Regions from separate parts of the Zea mays genome. Here region 1 is linked to region 2. The links are chromatin contacts, called in public Hi-C maps. All regions are on one chromosome and are shown on one strand. The core of a region is the stretch at or near the end of the contact, and the rest is flanking DNA. Distances in the headings are between cores, read along the strand shown. Region 1 holds the start of LOC100274430 (putative cytochrome P450 superfamily protein). Region 2 holds the start of LOC100382777.

The links. A called contact is a pair of places that touch in the nucleus more often than the background predicts.
Region 1: a contact with region 2 is called in a Hi-C map of ear, with 2.3 times the contacts expected there. The contact joins the promoter of LOC100274430 here to the promoter of LOC100382777 in region 2. A contact is called at or near these places in 2 of 25 Hi-C or Micro-C datasets (ear and tassel).

What each region holds. Positions count from the first base shown.
Region 1 is chr4:222,598,008-222,602,275 of Zm-B73-REFERENCE-NAM-5.0, reverse strand. It overlaps LOC100274430 (putative cytochrome P450 superfamily protein), which reads left to right and starts at 2,665. Exons shown (of 2, transcript NM_001148789.1): 1 at 2,665-3,731; 2 at 3,848-4,268. The coding sequence starts at 2,733.
Region 2 is chr4:222,277,569-222,281,708 of Zm-B73-REFERENCE-NAM-5.0, reverse strand. LOC100382777 reads right to left here and starts at 1,634. Exons shown (of 6, transcript NM_001175486.1): 1 at 1,315-1,634; 2 at 502-623; 3 at 143-410. The coding sequence starts at 1,540.

The DNA.
Region 1 (4,268 bases), core at 1,416-3,915, 320 kb before region 2:
TTCATTAATTTTCTCTACTTTAGCTCTATCTAATCCTTTAAACAAATCAGTGTAATCTACCTCATCATCGGAAGATTCCTCATCGCTAGAAGAAGAGTACTTTGGAGTGTCTCGAATGTGTGCTTTCTTCTCCTTAGCCATAAGACATGTATGGCGTTCGTTTGGGAAGAGCGAAGACTTGTTGAAGGCCGAGGCAGCTAGTCCTTCATCCTTAGAGTCAGAGGAGGAGCAGTCGGAGTCCCATTCCTTCCCGATGTGTGCCTCACCCTTGGCCTTCATGTAGTTCTTCTTTTTCTCCCTCTTCACGTGCTTGTCTTGTGCCTGGTCATTATCGTTATCGGGGCATTGAGCTATAAAATGACCAGTCTTACCGCATTTGAAGTAGGAGCGTTTTCTTCTTGACTTGTTTTTGTTGGGGTACTCCTTACGTCCTTTTAGCACGGTCTTGAAGCGCTTAATGATGAGTGTCATCTCATCTTCATTGAGCCCGACAACCTCCACTTGTGCCACCTTGCTTGGTAGCGCCTCCCTGCTGCTAGTTGCTTTGAGAGCAACAGACTGTGGCTCATAGACGGGCAGTGGACCGTTCAATGCATCGTCCACGTATCGAGCTTCTTTCACCATCATACGCCCGCTCACGTATTTTCCGAGTATTTCCTCGGGCGTCATCTTGGTGTACCTGGGGTTTTCACGAATAAGATTCACAAGATGAGGGTCAATTACTGTAAATGACCTCAGCATGAGTCGGACGACGTCATGATCCATCCATCTTGTGCTTCCATAGCTTCGGATTTTGTTGACCAGGGTTTTGAGCCTGTTGTAGGTCTGTGTTGGCTCCTCTCCCCTGATCATCGCGAACCTCCCCAGCTCGCCTTCCACCAGTTCCATCTTTGTGATCATAGTGGCGTCATTACCCTCATGTGATATCTTGAGAGTATCCTAGATTTGCTTAGAGTTGTCCAGGCCACTCACTTTATTGTACTCATCCCTGCAAAGAGATGCTAGCAAAACAGTAGTAGCTTGGGCATTTTTATGAATTTGTTCATTTATAAGCACAGGATTATCAGTACTATCAAAATGCATCTCATTCTCAACAATTTTCCAAATGCTAGGATAGAGGGAGAATAAATGACTACGCATTTTATGACTCCAAAAAGAATAGTCCTCTCCATCAAAGTGTGGGGTTTTCCTAGGGGAATTGATAGTAGATGCGCATTTGAATTATAAGGAATGCGAGAATAGTCAAAAGAGTAGTTTTGATTAACCGTCTTTCTTTTGGATGAGTCGTCGTCGTCGTCATCATCCCTTGGTGAAGAAGAGAAAACGTCGCTTTCATAGTATATGATCTTCTTGATGCGCCTCTTTTTCTTCCCATCCCTCTTCTTGTGACTCGAGCCTGAGTCAGTAGGCTTGTCGTCTCTTGGTTCGTTGAAGAGGGACTCCTTGTCGTTGACCACCATCCCCTTACCCTTAGGATCTATCTCTTCGGGCGGTTAGTCCCTTAGATGAAGAGTTTGACTCTGGTACCAATTGAGAGCACCTAGAGGGGGGTGAATAGGTGATCCTGTAAAATCAAACACTAAATAGCCACAAACTTGATTATAAAAATGTTAGTGCGAGTTAACCAAGTTACTATGAAACGAGCTCTTGTGAATAAATACTGTGAGCTCTTACCGAACCACCCGGACCAGCATACATACATACATACATACATACATACATACATACATACATACATACATACATACATACATACGTACGTACGTACATACGTACGTACATACAGCTAAACTATCTACAATCAAGTTTAAATTTAAGAAATATGGTATATGTATTTGTGTGGGTAGGTATTCAACTGCATATACCCGTGTGCACGGGTACAACAGGATCAGGTGCTCCTGGCCCTTCGTCGTCTACCTACTTTCTTTACCAACAGAAGAACCACGCTAAAGGCACGACGGTCATGTGCGGGCGACACCGACTTAGGCCCTGCCAGAGCTCGCAGGCTCCACGCGTCTCTCTGTGCCATCCTACATGTTGTGCACCCCTTGCTAGATGGCCATCGCACCACCCCAAGCACCACTGTGGCCCGGTAGAAATATCGTCGACGTGTTTCACGTCGTCGTCGTCGTCAGTCTAGTGCCACTGTTGCTAGCCCGTATTTAGTGAGGGTTCCCTATCTAGTTTCCAGCATATCTATATCTTGTAAAACTCTCTTCGAATATATAAAAAATATCATATCTCTTTGATCAATATATATTTTTTTATAGTTTATTTTATATTAAGGGCTAGCTTGAGAACTATATTTTACCAAGGGATTCATATTTTCTAAGGGAAAATGAACTAAATTCTCCTGGGAAAATAAAAATCCCGCGGTAAAAAGTTGTTTTCAAACTGGCCCTAAGAGTGGTCTTAAAACATTAGTATAGTAGCTTGCTCCCGCCATTATTGCCTTGCCTTAAAAGAAATCCTCCCCTGTTTGTGTGTTTATGGTCAGTTAACTACTTTTAGCAGCTATAAGCACACACCGCGTCAACGTCTGCGCTCTGCCGCAGCTATAAATTCAAGGGGCCGCCATTTCCAGTCCTCCGAAGACTTGAACAAGGCGGCCTCCGGTCTTCCCACTTCCACACGAGAAGGAAACGACCACCTCCTTTCCTGTGTCCCGAATCGGGAGTAGTAGTAGTAGTGCATCCAATCGACACACACACAAAAAAAAAGGTTAGTTAGCCATGGCGCCGCCAACAGAGGACTGCGGCTGGCTGCTGTACCTTTCCCTGGCCGCCAAATGCGGCGACCCTCAGCGCCTGCTCGGCTTCGCCGCGGTCTTCGTCGCGGCCTGCGTAGTCACGTCGCTCCTGCACTGGGCGTCCCCGGGCGGCCCCGCCTGGGGGTGGTACTGGTGGACCAGGCGGGCCGGGCTGGGCATCGTCCGTGCCGCCATCCCGGGACCCCGGGGCCTGCCGGTGGTCGGCAGCATGGGCCTGATGACCGGCCTGGCGCACCGCAAGCTCTCGGCGGCGGCCGAGAGACAGGCCAGCAGGCGCCGCCTCATGGCGTTCTCGCTTGGCGAGACCCGGGTGGTGGTCACCGCCGACCCCGACGTCGCGCGGGAGCTGCTCGCCAGCGCCGCCTTCGCCGACCGCCCCGTCAAGGAGTCCGCGTACGGGCTCCTGTTCCACCGCGCCATCGGCTTTGCCCCGCACGGCGCCTACTGGCGCGCGCTCCGGCGCGTCGCGTCCGCGCACCTCTTCTCGCCGCGCCAGATCGCGGCCTCCGCGGCGCAGCGCGCGGCCATCGCGCGCCAGATGGTGGACGCCACGACGACCGCCGCGGCCCACGCCCCCGTCGTCGTGGCGCGCCGGTTCCTGAAGCGCGCGTCGCTGCACAACGTCATGTGGTCGGTGTTCGGCCGCAGGTACGACCTGATGGCGGACAGCCGGGAGGCCGAGGAGCTCAAGGCCCTGGTAGACGAAGGCTACGACCTGCTTGGGCAGCTCAACTGGTCCGACCACCTCCCGTGGCTCGCCCGCTTCGACCTGCAGAAGACCCGGGCCAGGTGCTGCGCGCTCGTCCCGCGGGTGAACCGCTTCGTTGGCAACATCATCGGCGAGCACCGTGCCCGCCTCGGCCGCGGCGTCGACACCGCCGTCATGGACTTCACGGACGTCCTGCTCTCCCTCCAGGGCGACGACAAGCTCTCCGACGCCGACATGATCGCCGTTCTGTGGGTACGTATGCACGTTGCACCCACCCTGCTCGCTCTTCAACTATCAGCAGGGAAAAGAAAAGAAAGAAAGACCGATAAGGCGAACGCGCCTTTAACTTGTGATCGCACACCTCGCAGGAGATGATCTTCCGAGGCACGGACACGGTGGCAGTCCTGATCGAGTGGGTGCTGGCCCGTCTGGTGCTGCACCAGGACGTGCAGAGCAAGGTCCAGGAGGAGCTGGACCGGGTGGTCGGGCTGGGCCAGGCCGTGACGGAGTCGGACACGGCCTCGCTGCCCTACCTCCAGGCGGTCATCAAGGAAGTGCTACGCCTGCACCCGCCAGGCCCACTGCTCTCCTGGGCGCGCCTCGCCACCTCAGACGTGCACGTAGGCGGGTACCTTGTGCCCGCGGGCACCACCGCCATGGTGAACATGTGGGCCATAACCCATGACCCCAGCCTGTGGCCTGAGCCAATGGAGTTCAGGCCCGAGAGGTTCATGGGCCCTGCCGCCGAGGACGTCCCGATAATGGGTTCGGATCTCCGGCTCGCGCCTT
Region 2 (4,140 bases), core at 385-2,884:
ATCCCAATCCATTTCAATACACATGTAATTGGAATAACCGAACAAGACCTAAAGGGGGTCAACGGAATGTTCAAAGCTAGCAAGACACATTTAGAAAAATAAGTTTAGCAAAGGACAATAATGATATTTTGGAGAAGGATACGTGAAACCTCCCGTCGTGTGCAGTTTGCAGGTAAGCCCTCAATATATAGAGTGCTTGATGCATCAGGCGGAAGAGGTGGCTCAGGTCTGCCACCATATCCCATCCCTCTGCTGTCCATACCAACAACACCCATCATACGCTGACCATCAACACCATAGCCAGCCATCCCTGCAGCCATTCCAGCACCCATCCCTGCAGTCATCCCTGCAGCCAATCCAGCACCCATCCCGGCAGCCCTAGAAGTGTCATTTGCACCGACGGAGGCCATCTATGAATTTATCACACAGATAAAAGGCATGTCAATAACTCTGTGCTCTGACCAAAAAAAAGGTAGTACAATATGAAAACTGTGTTTGTACCCCATTGCGCAAGTAACGGTCATAAGATGCCCCAAGTGTGTCGTTCTCTCTGAGGGAATGGTATCCTGACCTGTCAGTTTCACGTGGATAATATCCTGTCATGTCTTGCCCACCAGACACATCTGCGAAAATGGAAGAAGAAATCAAAGATCACCCCCAAGCCTCACCTCCAACTATCGCGTGTAACCAAGATAACGATTTCACCAGAAAGTTCAGGATTTTGTTACAGAAGACAACTACAAAAAAAACTCCCGGTCTCAGCTTCACTTTTTTACTGATGACTATTTTAATAAGTTTGAATAGTGAAAAAATCCCTGAGCACCAAAATCGACCAATCAATAGGCCGACCGATCCAGGAATACATGAAAAGTGCAAGATCAACGATGATTTTGTTTCTGTAAAAGCCCTGTGATACGGCAAGTCGGCAAGCATCCTTTTCCACCCTAAGCCAAATCAGCATATGGCTAAGCAATATCATTACATAATTTTCTCCCCAAATCAACAATCCCAACAACTGTAGCTCAAGAATAGTCAACAAGGACACAATTCTCAATATAGTGCAACGAACGTAGCTTGTCACCTAAACTATGGCAGACAGCCCAGATGCATGGAGAATCTCCCAACCAAAACTGCTCTGCAGATCTAAACGCTGGATCTAAAATTACGAACCTAACAACCAGCAAGATACTCCTAAATCCCGCAAAGCACAGGCAACGAGGAGATCGGAGTCGGAGGGGGGAAATAGCCACAAAAAAAACAAGATCTGGTGATCGTCCCGTACAAAAAAAAAGAGGGGAGGGGGGGGGCACGAACCACCGAAGTCGGGGCGCGCACGCTTGAGAGGCGGCGCAGCGGCGGCCTGCTGCGCCATGGCGGCGGCGGCAGCCTGCTGGTTCATAGCCGCCGCCGCACTCCCGACCGTCTGGGCCGCGGCGACGGTCGCCGCGGGAGCCATCCCCGCTGCGGCCGCCGCGGCGGCCACCATCGCCTGCTGCTGCTGCCGCGCATCAGCGTACCTCCAGTAGTTCTCGGCGGCCATGGCGTCTGATCGTGCCGCGCGGCGGGTGTGGCGAGGCGAGGGGAGTAGAAGTGGACAACTGCGTGCGGCTAGGGTTTCGGAGCCGAGGTTGCGTTCTGGCAAATCTGGTCTGGGCGACTTGCGGAAACAATTGGGACGGGCAGGTAATTGAGGGAGTCGGTCGTGAGGCTGGATACTTGGGCTGGGCTTTATGCTATCTACAGCTGCCCTTTCGATCTCAAAACTTAGCGTACGCTTGGTCCGCTTTTTAAACTAGATTAGCTGTTAAAAAATTTAGAATAGATTTCTAAAAATCTACATATTTCTCTAGTTTAACTTGGAATCAACTTTTACCCTACATTTTCTAAATTTTTATCATACATGTTACAAACGATTTTGATCATATAGAATCTATGTTTGACAGTTGTTCCAACCAAACAAAATATAATTTTTACAATCGTCGTTCACAACAGATTTCTTACGTCTCACAGTTAGAATCGAATTTTTAGGAATCTACTCGAACCAAATAGACCCTTTGATGTTTTGCACGATTATATATAAGATAAGCTAATGGTAGCCTTATAAAGCAGTTTCGCGGATGCTTGACACGGATATATAAAATAGGAAGGATTGGTAGTATGTTTTATTTAGTAAGAATATAGAAAATAAACTCATTTCGAGTTGAGAGCGGAGCGGACATGAGAAAGGGGAGAGGGAGACATCTACTGGTACATAGAGATGGGAGAGTATCCAATTTGGGGTACGCGTGGAGTCAACACCCTTTTTCATATGCATTCACACTCCGCTAGAGATGTGTTAGTAACAGATGACCCTTTTTCGCATGAGGGGCACAATAGGGGTGCTACTGGACATAGCCTAAAAGTCAATCAAGTGGCATGAGAATACAGCTCAGATTAGGAGAAAATGTATCTAATGTAAAAAGGTATCTCGCTACACTTTTCGTCATACCATGTAGATTTTTTCAAGGCATGCAACTTCACTCTAGCTGTTAGGCTTTCTCCAATGGTGTAACACCCTGAATTTGGGTATAAAATTTCTTCTCTAATGTCTACCAAATTCAGGTGTTACCTCTTGTTTCTCTCTCTAGTCTTCCTCTCTCCTCTTTTTATTAGAATCATGTCTATTAGGTCGGAGATTAACTATTTCTTTACTCTATATCAAAACCTATGTGAGTCATGGGACGTTGAATCATGCTAGGCATAAATTATCATTTTGTTTGATGCACATGTTTGAATTGTTTGAATTTGAATTTGGAGCATGTTTGAATTTGAATTCAAAAGAAAAAAACAAAAGGAGAAAGGATTAGAAATTCGGGAATAAAGGAAAAAAGGAAAAGAAGCCCGAAGTCCCCCCCTCCTCAGCCCGCTCGGCCCAGTTAGCCACGCCCGCGTCCGCTGACAGGTGGGCCCCACGTGTCGACGCCGCGTCTCACTTTGCTCGTCCACTCTCTCCCTCTTAAAAGGGAAATGGGGTTAACCATTTTCTATAATCGATTTTGGTGGTTGATGTACAACACAAACCACATGACTAACTAGTTTGTCTAGATATCATTTATCTCAGATGCATAAGGTTCAACACAAACTAAGAAAGAAATTCAGTTAGGGACTCAATCAAAAATTGGAGCAAGACATAGAGTGTGCTGTTTTTTGGCGCACCGGACAGTGTCTGGTGTGCACCGGACACTGTCCAGTGCACCAGGCCAGGCGCCCTCCAAACCAGCCACTCTCGGGAATTCTGCAGGGGCACTCCACTATAATTCATCGGACTGTCTGATGTGCCACCGGACTGTCCGGTGAACCAGCGGAGCAACGACTCCCTGCGCGCCAATGGTCGACTGTGCAGAGCTACAGTGGTACACAGTGCCACGACAGAAGTCAAAGCGCAGAAGTAAGAGGCCACCGGACTGTCCGGTGTGGCACCGGACTGTCCGGTGCAGCTAGAAGACAAACGTCTCCAACGGTTGCGCTGAGGTGGCGCGCACCGGATAGTGCACAGTGGCTGCCCGGTGGTGCACCGGACTGTCCGGTGCGCCCATCGCCAGCAAACTATCCTAAGCATTTTATATCCTGCAAACTATCCTAAGCATAAGATTAGGAAAATTCATACTAGGAAACCTCATTCTGTTTTTCATCATGCATTTATTTATAAACATGAGGCTTCTAGTTCTAGGCATACCACTAATGTTAAAATGCCTAAGAAGAAAATTCCTAATGCATCAAATGAGCATAATGTTTCATTCAAAACTTTTGATGCTTCTTATGTGCTAACTAACAAATCAGACAAAGTAGTTGCCAAATATGTTGGGGGTAAACACAAGAGTCCAAAAACTTGTGTTTGGGTATCCAAGGTGCTTGTTTCTAATGTCAAAGGATCCAAGACCGTTTGGGTACCTAAGAACAAGGCCTAAATTTGTTTTTGTAGGTTTATGCATCCGTGGTTCAAGTTGGATAATCGATAGCGGGTGCACAAACCACATGATAGGGAAGAAAAGGATGTTCTCCTCATATGAGAAAATGAAGATCCTCAAAGAGCTATTACATTCGGGATGGAAATCAAGGTTTGGGTAAAATAGCTATATCTCCTGACCATTCTATTTCCAA